Regions from separate parts of the Mus musculus genome. Here region 2 is linked to region 1. A link is a contact called in public Micro-C data. All regions are on one chromosome and are shown on one strand. Each heading gives the region's core, a stretch centred on a gene start, on an enhancer-like site or on the middle of the called end of the contact. The rest is flanking DNA. Distances are from core to core; before and after follow the strand shown. Region 1 overlaps Ralgapa1 (Ral GTPase activating protein, alpha subunit 1). Region 2 holds the start of Ralgapa1 (Ral GTPase activating protein, alpha subunit 1).

Evidence for each region. Hi-C and Micro-C count contacts between places; a contact is called where the count stands out from the background.
Region 2: a Micro-C map of granulosa cells shows a contact between it and region 1, with 2.6 times the contacts expected there. The contact joins the promoter of Ralgapa1 here to the enhancer-like site in region 1. A contact is called at or near these places in 14 of 39 promoter capture datasets (the 3T3-L1 cell line, 3T3-L1-derived adipocytes, the C10 cell line and 8 more), 8 of 15 datasets of contacts at CTCF or cohesin (CD8 T cells, the G1E-ER4 cell line, the NIH/3T3 cell line and 4 more), 131 of 484 Hi-C or Micro-C datasets (the AML12 cell line, B cells, the Ba/F3 cell line and 80 more), 21 of 115 datasets of contacts at active chromatin or transcription factors (the 230-238 cell line, CD8 T cells, the SCID.adh cell line and 15 more) and 3 of 9 other capture datasets (adipose tissue, liver and pancreatic islet).

What each region holds. Positions count from the first base shown.
Region 1 is chr12:55,775,554-55,781,666 of GRCm38.p6, reverse strand. Ralgapa1 (Ral GTPase activating protein, alpha subunit 1) reads left to right here. Exons shown (of 42, transcript NM_001368814.1): 8 at 4,237-4,375; 9 at 5,440-5,648. Among named protein-coding and RNA genes, the nearest start is that of Ralgapa1, 43 kb to the left of the region's middle. Within about 2 kb of position 3,191, at least 3 of the 459 cell types and tissues checked have an H3K27ac peak or open chromatin away from gene starts, as enhancers often do. A contact at or near this core is called in granulosa cells, where this site is marked.
Region 2 is chr12:55,818,692-55,824,795 of GRCm38.p6, reverse strand. Ralgapa1 (Ral GTPase activating protein, alpha subunit 1) reads left to right here and starts at 3,629. Exons shown (of 42, transcript NM_001368814.1): 1 at 3,629-4,134. The coding sequence starts at 4,029.

The sequences.
Region 1 (6,113 bases), core at 1,942-4,441:
GTTTGATTTAGGATCAGTCTCTCAAGACGTATCAGGAGGGTGACTGACAGGATAGGAATCAGGAAAAGTAATTTACAGGTTAAAACTTAAATAATAAGGCTTAAATAATAAGCTGTTATCTCTGTATGTGAAATATGGGTGTTTTGGTTGATGAAAACACCTTTTTACATTTGTAATTCTATTTATAGTTATTCCAAATACAAAAGTTCTTTTACCTGAGAAACAAACACTATCCTATTAATGTGGATCCTAAGCCAGATCCACACTAAGGTGGTGCACGCCTTTAATCCCAGCACTCGGGAGGCAGAGGCAAGTGGATTTCTGAGTTTGAGGCCAGCCTGGTCTACAAAGTGAGTTCCAGGACAGCCAGGGCTATACAGAGAAACCCTGTCTTGAAATAAACAAACAAAAAACAAACAAACAAAACAAAAAACACCCCCAAAAGTTTATGCTTCTTATACCTTTTAAAATCTCTCATAGGTTAATTGAGATGTAATTGTTTATATAATTAATTTTGATGTTAAGTTTTATCACTTGCTGAATCTTCCTTTTTGTCCATTCTTTTTCACCCTCCCTCCCTCCTTCCCTCCCTTTTGTAGCCTGTGCTAGCTTAGCACTATGTGTATAGCCCAGCCCAGGCTGGCATCAGATCATAATCCTCCCACTCAGCCTCGGGAATGCTGAGGCTGCAGGCTAGTCACCATTTCATGCCCATCTTGTTATGTGACACCATAATTCAGCCTTTGAAGTTTTTTTAATTGTTGATCTCTTTATAATGTATCCTTTGCATCCCCTCCCAAGCAACTATTAATGTGATTTTTATCATATTTCTTATACATTGAGTCATATATATTCATTTTTTTCCTCTGTTCTTTTTTTTTTTTTTTTTGTTATTGTTTTTTTTTTTTTTCCATTTTTTATTAGGTATTTAGCTCATTTACATTTCCAATGCTATACCAAAAGTCCCCCTTACCCACCCACCCCCACTCCCCTACCCACCCACTCCCCCCCTTTGGCCCTGGCGATCCCCTGTACCGGGGCACACAAAGTCTGCGTGTCCAATGGGCCTCTCTTTCCAGTGATGGCCGACTAGGCCATCTTTTGATACATATGCAGCTAGAGTCAAGAGCTCAGGGGTACTGGTTAGTTCATAATGTTGTTCCACCTATAGGGTTGAAGATCCCTTTAGCTCCTTGGGTACTTTCTCTAGCTCCTCCATTGGGAGCCCTGTGATCCATCCATTAGCTGACTGTGAGCATCCACTTCTGTATTTGCTAGGCCCCGGCATAGTCTCACAAGAGACAGCTACATCTGGGTCCTTTCAGTAAAATCTTGCTAGTGTATGCAATGGTGTCAGCATTTGGAAGCTGATTATGGGGTTGGGCATATATCCAGAAGAAGCCCCAACTGGTAAGAAGGACACATGCTCCACTATGTTCATAGCAGCCTTATTTATAATAGCCAGAAACTGGAAAGAACCCAGATGCCCCTCAACAGAGGAATGGATACAGAAAATGTGGTACATCTACACAATGGAGTACTACTCAGCTATTAAAAAGAATGAATTTATGAAATTCCTAGCCAAATGGATGGACCTGGAGGGCATCATCCTGAGTGAGGTAACACAATCACAAAGGAACTCACACAATATGTACTCACTGATAAGTGGATACTAGCCCAAAACCTTGTTCTTTTTTTTTTAATATTTTTTATTACGTATTTTCCTCAATTACATTTCCAATGCTATCCCAAAAGTCCCCCATACCCTCCCCCCCACTCCCCTACCCACCCACTCCCACTTTTTGGCCCTGGCGTTCCCCTGTACTAGGGCATATAAAGTTTGCAAGTCCAATGGGCCTCTCTTTCCAGTGATGGCCGACTAGGCCATCTTTTGATACATACGCAGCTAGAGTCAAGAGCTCCGGGGTACTGGTTAGTTCAGAATGTTGTTGCACCTACAGGGTTGCAGTTCCCTTTAGCTCCTTGGATACTTTCTCTAGTTCCTCCATTGGGGGCCCTGTGATCCATCCAATAGCTGACTGTGAGCATCCACTTATGTGTTTGCTAGGCCCCGGCCTAGTCTCACAGGAGACAGCTATATCAGGGTCCTTTCAGCAAACACTTGCTAGTGTATGCAATGGTGTCATCGTTTGGAGGCTAATTATGGGATGGATCCCTGGATATGGCACTCTCTAGATGGTCCTTCCTTTTGTCTCAGCTCCAAACTTTGTCTCTGTAACTCCTTCCATGGGTATTGTTTCCAATTCTAAGAAGGGGCAAAGTGTCCACACTTTGGTCTTCATTCTTCTTCAGTTTTATGTGTTTTGCAAATTGTATCTTATATCTCCGGTATACTAAGTTTCTGGGCTAATATCCACTTATTAGTGAGTACATATCATTTGAGTTCTTTTGTGATTGTGTTACCTCACTCAGGATGATGCCTTCCAGGTCCAACCATTTGCCTAGGAATTTCATAATTCATTCCTTTTAATAGCTGAGTAGTACTCCATTGTGTAAATGTACCACATTTTTTTGTATCCATTCCTCTGTTGAGGGGCATCTGGGTTCTTTCCAGCTTCTGGCTATTATAAATAAGGCTGCTATGAACATAGTGGAGCATGTGTCCTTCTTACCAGTTGGGACATCTTCTGGATATATGCCCAGGAGAGGTATTGCTGGATCCTCCGGTAGTACTATGTCCAATTTTCTGAGGAACCACCAGACTGATTTCCAGAGTGGTTGTACAACTTGCAATCCCACCAACAATGAAGGAGTGTTCCTCTTTCTCCACATCCACGCCAGCATCTGCTGTCACCTGAATTTTTGATCTTAGCCATTCTGACTGGTGTGAGATGGAATCTTAGGGTTGTTTTGATTTGCATTTCTCTGATGATTAAGGTATATTCATTTTTATTCTGGCATTTTTCTTATAATTATTTTGAGAATCATCCATACTCCTGTATGGATCAGTATTTTGCTTTAATTTTTTTAGAAATTTATTCTTTGAAAATTTTCACGTATGTATGCATTGTATTTTTATCATTACCACCTCCTTCCAGCTTTCCTCAGGACACCCTGCCTGTCTCCATTCTGATTTTTCTTCTCTTTTTCATCATCATCCCCCCTGAATCTAGTTAAGTGTTGAGCAGTTGTGCATGGGTATGGGGCCCCCTGCTGGGGCAACCTGTGCAGCTACATTCCCAGAGAAAAGTGACTAAACTTTCCTCAGTAGCTCAACTGCCTATGGCTCATTTGCCAAGACTAGTTCTTGACAGCCTGTCTCCCATCCACCCTGGACTTTGACTGGCTTGATCTTATGCAGGCGGCCACAGCTTCTGTGAGTTGATTTGTGCAGCAGCTCATGTAATGTCCTGAAAACAGCACTTCACAACTGTCCTTCCCCATCCATTGGCTTTTACATTCTTTCTATTCCCTCTTCTGTGATGGTCTACAAACCTTGGATGGGGATATATTCTGACCCATCTCTGGCTAAGCATTCACAGTCACTTATCAGCATTCTTATTAGTTTCTGATCAGGAGTTTCTGTATTAACCATGACTCACTGTAAGAAAAAGCTTTTCTGACAATGATTGAGAGGGAATTTTTATATATCTTTAGTGTATATCTTTATGCTCTGATTAAAGTGATGTCTGCCAGGCCTTTTCAATGTGGTAGTAATATTTTTCTTTTTAAAATCAATAAATATTTGGGGGAAAATGTATTGTGTAACCTCCTCTTCAAAATTTTACTTAAATATTTTATTGAAGACTTCTTCCTGAATTTTTACTGTGATGTTGCCAGCCAATGATTGTTGACAGACAGCTTTATTGAGCTGGTATGTACATGCAGTCTGGCTGTCACATAGAATGTAGCTTAGTAGATGTTTTTAAGGACTGTGCTGCTCTAAGTACAGATAACTTTTGAAATAGTTTAGTTTCCTCTCATAGGAAATCTAAGTTCCATTAAGAGTCTTTTCACTCTAGAATCACTCCATCTGCTGCCCTGGGGAAACTCTAATCTATAGATGCTAAACTGAACATTTCAAATAAATGAAGTCATTTAGTGAAGCTAAAATAGACTCATACATTGTACTGTTCTCTTATCTTTAATGTATACCCTGCTTCCTGTTCTTGGACTTTGGTGTTTGCACTTGCCTACTCAGGGCTGTAGCAGCTAAACTATATTTAAAAGACTCTGTTTTCCTGGGATGATTGTAATAATACTGTTTATTTTTAGGTAAAAAGTTTAGAATGGAAGAACAAAGAAAACCAAGAAAGGGGATTTTCATTTTTGTTTTCACATTTTAAGAAGTTTTACTTGCCTTATATTTTCCCAAACATTTGCAAGGAGAATAGTTTGTATCATCCTGTACTTGGTAAGTATAATTTAGAATTTTACAGTTTACAGAGTAAGATGTCAGTGGCATTTGTTACTTACAGAACACTGACCACTCTACTATTTGTATTGATGCTATACCCAGATTTATAACAAAAGTACATTTACAGTAATACATTTTCACTGAGAATGGGAAAATTTCACAAAAAGTTGTTCTTTGGATCTTACCCAGTAGTTAATAGTAGTTTAACTTGGATTCTAATGTTTCTATGATCGTTAGTGTATGTGTATATATTTATTTTTTTAAATTTTGAGACACAGAGTTGGTAAGTCACCTAGGATGGCCTGGGTCTTGGTACATAACCCAACTGGTCTCAAACATGTGATTTTTCTGTCTCACCCACTAAGTGCTGGGGTTGCAGGTATGCACCACCATGCCTGACCTTATTATGTATTATGAATTTTTCCCCCTATGATTTCTCAAGGATTCTCTTAACTGTTAAATTGTATAAATAGTTAAATTGTTTTCTCTTTTTGTCATTTCTTGTCTGATTTTTAGTGTTTTTGCAAAATGACCTTGACATTAGAGCCTTTTGTACAAATCTGGTTTAGAGGCAGACGTGGGTCTTATAGAAAAGGGAGAGACAAGTCTATTCTGAAGAGACGCTCCTCATAGAACATCTTCAGGCAGCTAGCAGGCTTGGGCAGTGCCTTAGTGGCCATCTCATTGAGTGTTTTGGTTTGCTTGTTTGGTTTTGTTTTTGCTTTTGTTTCAAGACGGTTTCTCTGGCTGTCCAGGAACTCACTATGTGGACCAGGCTTGCCTCAAACTCAAAGATCCTCCTGCCTCTGCCTCCCGAATGCTAGGTTGATTGAATTTTGGAAAAGACATGTTTTTGTTTTGGTTTGGTTTTTTATATTAGCCTAATATATGGTTCTTCTAGGTTCTTAGGTAGCATCTATCATCATAGAATTATTTATTTTTTTATTAACACTTATAAAATCAGTGAAGTGTCACAATATCTTCTGAAGACTTTTAAGATGAAGGCTTAGCTACGGGTAATGTGCTTTTCACTTTATGTTTTGTTTTCTCTTTTTATATAGATATCCCACAGATCAGACCAAAGCCTCATTATGTGATGATAAAGAAGGATGCTGAAACCAATGAAACAATATATTGTACAAAAGAGCCTTTCATCCAGGCTCGGGTTATTGTCATTCGTTGGCTGGTTTCTTTCTGGCTGGAGCCAAAACCACATTCAGGACCTAATATTCCTGGGATGGAAGGTGAAGTCTTGCCAAAGAATATTCAGGTAATGTTTAATAAAATAAGCAACGTTAAGTGGCTTCCTGAGTTTACCTGCCTTAGGTATACTGCATATTTAAAATGGACGCTAGTGATGGTTTATTTGAATAAATCTATCTCAAAACTCAAACTTTAACTGTTCTTGCAGAAGTAGTATGTATTTTCTTAATAGAAAATAAAATTTGTATAATAATATATATTTTTAAAGAAAGCTTAAGAGATGCAGAAGATGATTTTAGCCATATATTAGTCTTAGGTTCTAGTTTATCTCAGTATTAATGGAATAATAGTCTCCTTTGGAGATTACTGAAACTGCAGATAGTATGGACCTTTGTATGCTGTTTCCCCTAATTTAGTGTATGATAGTTTTAGTGTAACTGTGGTTCTCATGCTTGCATGACAATCAGTTCATTTCCTACTACCTTATCCTCTGACCTCATCTTTTTTCATTTCTAAACATTCACAGAATATA
Region 2 (6,104 bases), core at 2,380-4,879, 43 kb before region 1:
ACAGAATGCTACTTTCTCGCTTGTTCCTCATGATTTGGTCAGCTCGCCTTTTTAAAACAGTTCAGGCTCACCTACCCAGGAGTTGTACCACTCACGGAGGGCTAGGCCCTTTCTCATCAAACATCAATCAAAAAAGTGCCCCTAAGATTTGCCCACAGGCCAATCTGCTGGATGCTGTGCTGGGTACTGTTCATGTCTTGACACAAACTAGAATCATCTGAGAGGAGGGAACCACAACTGAAAAAATACCCCCAGAACAGCGACTCTCAACCCTAAGCTGCAACCCTTGAATACAGTTCCTCATGTTGTGGTGACCCCCAACTATACAATTATTTTTGTTGCTACTTCATACATGTAATTTTCCTACTGTTATGAGTCATAATGTAAATGTCTGTCCTCTTCTACCGTGCGTGGTGCCATTCCTGGACTGGTTGTCCTGGGAGCTACATCAAAGCAGGTTGAGTAACGGTAAGCAGCACTCCACCATAGCTTCTGCATCAGGTCCTGCCGTCAGGTTCCTTCCCTAAATTCCTTTTATGAACAGCGATGCGGAAGTGAAAGCAAAATAAACCCTTACTTCTCCAAGTTGCTTTTGGTCAAGGTGTTTCATCATCCCAAACCCTAGGACAGAGAGAGGCATTTCCTCAGCTGAGATTCTCTCTTCCTAGATGATGTCAAGTTGACACTGGCACAACATATGACATCTAACCCACTGCTGCTGCTGCTGCTTACTTCTCTCTCTCTCTCTCTGACTCTCTGTCTCTGTCTATCTCTGTCTCTCTCTCTGTCTCTCTGTCTCTGTCTCTCTCTCTCTCTCTTTATTTATTCACTTTGGTTTCTCAAGACAAAGATCCTCTTTGTAGCCCTGTCTGTTCTGAAACTCACTCTGTAGACCAGGCTGTCCTTGAACTCAGGTGATGTCTGCCTCTGCCCCGAGTGCTGCTGGGATTTAAGGCACGTGCCACCACAGCGTGTCCATGGTAGAGGTTTTTGATGTATTGTCAGATCAAATGAAACTCCATTTTTCTCATATTCCAAAAGGCAGAAGGAAGAAATGGCTGACTGTGGTGTCCATTAGCAGACCAAAGTCTATGCTGGCCTCCAGGCTCCCTCAGAATCACAAGTACTCAGGACACATACGAAGTCCGTGCTGGCCGACATCCTGGCTCTTCTCACCTCCTCCCCTCCCCTCTCCTCTCCAGCTCACCAGCTCACAGGCTTATGTCCCCAGCTATTCATTCTCCTGCTATTTCTTCACATCACTCTCTGGTCTTCAGCACTTTCCCTTTCTCTCTCTTTCTCTATGCTCCTTCCCATCTCTATCTGCTCTGGTCCTGCTTCCCTCCTAGTCAGCTCCAGTCTGCCATCCATGTGCAGTCTATTACTTTCTCTCTCGGCTCTGGACAATGCCATGCTCTCATGTCTACAATAAAACCACACCATGGAGTGGTCATGTCATCAGTTTATACAGTTATAAACAATGCCTTAATATTTTACAAAACCTTATTTTTTCCTGACACTCTTTTTTAAAAGAGTTCTAAAAGTGGAACTTTTGAATCAGATTTGTCTTAGTTAGGGTTTCATTGCTGTAAAGAGACACCATAACCAAGGTAACTCTTATAAAGTCAGCTGATTGGGGCAGGGTTACAGTTTCAGAGTTTAGTCCTTTATCGTGGTGGGAATCATGGCAGCATGGAGGAAGACGGGGTGTTGGAGGAGCTGAGAGTTCTACATCTTGATCCAAAGGCAGCCAGGGGACTGGGTTCCACACTGGGCAGAGCTTGAGCATATGAGACCTCAAAACCCACCTCCACAACAACACAAGTCCTCCAACAAGGCCACACCCACTTCAGCAAGGCCACACCCACTTCAACAAGGCTACATCTCCTAATGGGCCAAGCATTCAAACACATGAATCTATGGGGACCATACCTATTCAAACCTCCGCAAGATTATGTAAACATTTTAAAGTATCCTGCTATTTTTCAGAAGCCTCCTACTAATTACTGCTATTCTTAATAGGCCGTGGGAGTTCCTACTGTTGCACTCACTGGTGAATTACTATTTGAAGACAAAGGCTACTGATAAAACAACACATCACTGTTTTTATGTACATTTCATGTATTCTGTAGATTTGATGTAAAATTCTAAAAGAAGGGAGCTGTAGAGATGGCTCACTAGTTAGGGGAGTATATGCTCTTGCAGACAACCCAAGTTTGATTTGCAGTACTGAGGCTGGGTGGCTCACAACTGCCTATAAGTACAGCCTCAAAAGGCATGTTTGTGTAGATGCTTGTGTGCATGCACGCACGCGCGCACACACACACATTCACACACACTCACAGATTCAAAATAAAAATCAATCAGCTCAGCAGTTAAGAGGACCTAGGTTCAATTCCCAGCACCTCCATGGCAACTTGCAGCTGTCTGTAACCCTAGTTCCAGGGGATCTGATACCATCTCACAGACATATATGTAGGCAGAACACCAAAATAAACAAACAAACAAGCTGGACAGTGGTGGCACACACTTTAATCTCAGAACTCTGGAGGCAGAGGCATGTGGATCTCTGTGAGTTCTAGGCCACCTTGATCTACAGAGTGAGTTCACAGCCAGGGCTACACAGAAAAACCCTGCCTTGGAAAACCAAAACGAAAAAAGCAAATGAATAAACAAACAAATAAAATAAATTATTTAAAGTCTCTAAAGAAAAATACAAACAAAATTGTCTAACAAATATTAATTCAGAGTGACGGAAGATAGATCAGCAGGGGACTGGGCACTAGGGACAGGCAAAGACAAAAAGCCAGAGTTTGTGATTACTACTTGTGTTTTGTAGTTTTTTGTTTTGTTTTGTTTTGTTTTGAGACATGGTCTAACGTAGCTGCCATTGACCTTGAATTATGTCTTCCCAAATCCTAGTATGACAGCAGAGCACTACCACACTTAGTTAATTGTTTTACTTGGATCTTACACAGCGTTCTTTGGATTTAGGTGAGTATTTCACATCTAAAGACAGCCTTCCTTTAAAATCATCCAGATTTCTTAATTTTTTTTCTCTGATATATGGTAGGATGCATTTACTTGTACAAGATATTTTATTTATTTATGTCTGTTTTCTTGGTGCTGGAGATCTGGTGCTAGAGCGAACTGCAGCTCTAGCCATGTGCATGTTAATTTAAAGGAAAAGGATGCAACACTCCCACGCATCTCTAAAGTACAGTACATTTTTAATCATTATTTTGCAAGACGCAGGAAGAATCCAAATTAGAAAGTGAACGGTTTGCAAAACACAGGAAATATCCAAATTAGAAAGTGAAATGACGTCAGAGCCAAGGCTTCAGAGCTAGTATCAAGCTGGCCTTGCACATCTGTTCTGATGTTTAAGTTACTCAGAGCGGTTTAAAGAGTGGAGATGAACGACTTTTTCAACAAAAACTCTAGGAACCGCTGTTTACAAGGAGCACACAGTAGACAACACCTTCCTTAACTTTCTTGCCCTTCTTCATTACTACAGACACAGGAAACCAAGAGGCTATAGAGGCAGGAATGAGCTCACGCTGACATGACGTCACGAGCACTTGACGTCAGAAGGCGGTTGCCACGGGGACCGTTCGCCACCGACGGCAGAGTCGTGAAACTCCATCACCACACGACTCGGTTTTGGCCTCCGCGGGGTTGAAGCTGCTAGAGACGCTTCAACCTTAAGGGGGCCTCAGGGAGAGAGGAGTGGCGCCGCGGCGGAGCGCTCCCTCTCCGCGGCTGTGGGGATTCCTGCCGCGGCCTGGGCGGCGGCGGCCGCTCCGCGTCTCCTCGTCGCTGCAGCGCGCGGGGCGGATCCGCCATATTGGAGCCGGGGCTGCAGGTTCCGTGCGGCGGCGGCGGCGAGAGGCGGGCCTGGCAGCGGGGCCCGCGCGGCAGCGGCGGACGCGGGGGAACGCATGAGCCGCCGCGGCTAGCCTCTTCCCCGCCCACCGCCTGCGCTGGGTCGTCGGGACCCGGCCGGGAGGGGCCGCGGCGGCCGCAGGATGTTCTCTAAGAAGCCGCACGGGGACGTGAAGAAGTCCACCCAGAAGGTGCTGGACACCAAGAAGGACGCGCTGACCCGCCTCAAGCACCTGCGCATCGTCATCGGTGAGGGGAGCCGCGACCCCGGGGCGCCGCCGCGGCGGCCTTGCTGCCCCCGGCCTGTCACCCCGCGAGCTCCGGGCTTCGCCCTCGCGACCTGGCGCGGTCGGGAGTGAGGGCCGGCGGCGCCTCTGCCCACGCGCGGGCGGGCGGCGAGGGAAGGGGACAGCTTGGCAGTTGGTACAAATCAGTCAGCACCAGCACGGAGAGACCCACGTTGGAGTTCCTGGTCTGATTGTTTAAAAAAAAAAAAATGACAGTCAGGCCAGAAACTTAAGTCCTTGATGAGACTTCAGGGACACTTGGCGTTGTGGGTAATGGTGTTTAGAGGGTGTGCTTGCCATCTGACTACTGCCATCCCCACCCGAGTGCAAAGCAAAGCAAAGCAAAGCGCTGGCTCGGCCAGTGGAACCCGTAGTCTTTCAAGTTTTTTTGGCAGGTGAGGGCCCTGGAGGAAGCAGTTGCACCTCTTTGGGAAGTGGGTGGTTCCTGAAGCTTGGGGAAAGAACCCCGCCCTATACACCCTGTTCTTCATTTGCTGTCCTTTAGGAAGAAAACTAATTATAGAGAAGAAGGTTCTCGTGAACGATACAGAATTAAGTTTTCATTAAAAATTTCTTACTCTCTGCCGTCTCATCAACTTTAGTGTCTCTGAAGACCGAAGCAAGCTAGATTTGGGATAAAGTGTTAAGCGAGGATTTTTGGATACTTGGTCATAGACAACTTGGATTTTTTTTTTTTTTTAAATGAAGAAATTTTGAGGTAAAAAGGAAAGTTGACCAGGGCTTAGACATATAGAATGACAATAGGATAGCTGAGGTTAGATCTCAGATGTCTGAATTCTAATTCAGAGTTTATCATCTCAAGCTGTCCTCCTAATTTCTGTCTGTTTTGGAAAGTGACTTATATGTTTAGTGGTGTGTCCTCTGTTTCATGGATGGATTTCTCTACTGTGTTGTGACTAATACCACCAATGATACCCAACATTTGTGTGGTGTTTTGCTGTCTACAAAGGGTCTCACATGAATTAGTATAATCCAACATGACCATCTGTCTAGAAATAGAGATATTATTTGCCATTTTAAAAAATATATAAACAAAAAAGTTGAAGATGGATGGAGCTGGTGGAGACTAACGACCACAACGAAGCCTAGATTTTCTGTCTCTGATTTGTTTTTCAGCCTTCCTACATGTCTGACAGCTAGTCTTAGTTATCACAAGTACTTATACCTGTGGTATAGTGAGAAAGCAATTAAATCCATCTTATGTAAACCATTTAAATATGGTAGAGGTTTTTAACATTTCCATTTTGGAGTTAAGTCATTGAAGATTTGCGTGAAAAGATATGCTGAGACACGCAAAGTCATCGGCACGTAAATGTATTACAAAATAACGGCCGTTTGAAAGTGGACACTTGGTGCAATCTGACTCTCACTTGAGACAAGCTGTAGATTGCATAAATGCAGTTGTAACTATAAAGCTGAGTTACAGCAGGGTATTGAGAGTTCCTAAATTACCTGCCACAGCATAGAGGGTTTTGTGGTTGTGTGTATGTGTGTAGTGTGTGCATGTGTGTTTCCTAACTTGGGAAACATCAGATGTATTACTACCACACATGTTGGATATTTTGTAGGACCTGGCTTCCTCAGTTCGAAAATGGAATACTTAAGAAAGCAAAAAAACCTTTTGCTTTCATAATTTAAGGAGTCTTTTAAGAATGAAATCACCAGGAATGTCTTACCTTTCACAACTTTCTTATGTACCTGTGCCCTGTGAGAAGCCCACACTCAAGTGTAGAACCACAGTGCTTAACCAAACACATTGTGCCAAAAGCAGTTATCATGTCTGGAAACACTTTTTCTGTGGAGAGTTGCTACTACATATAAGTATGCTAAATGCTGCTAAACAGAAAAGTCCCTCACAACAGTACCCATGCCCTACATATCAGAATAGCATATTCTGAGGCCTTGTCATAA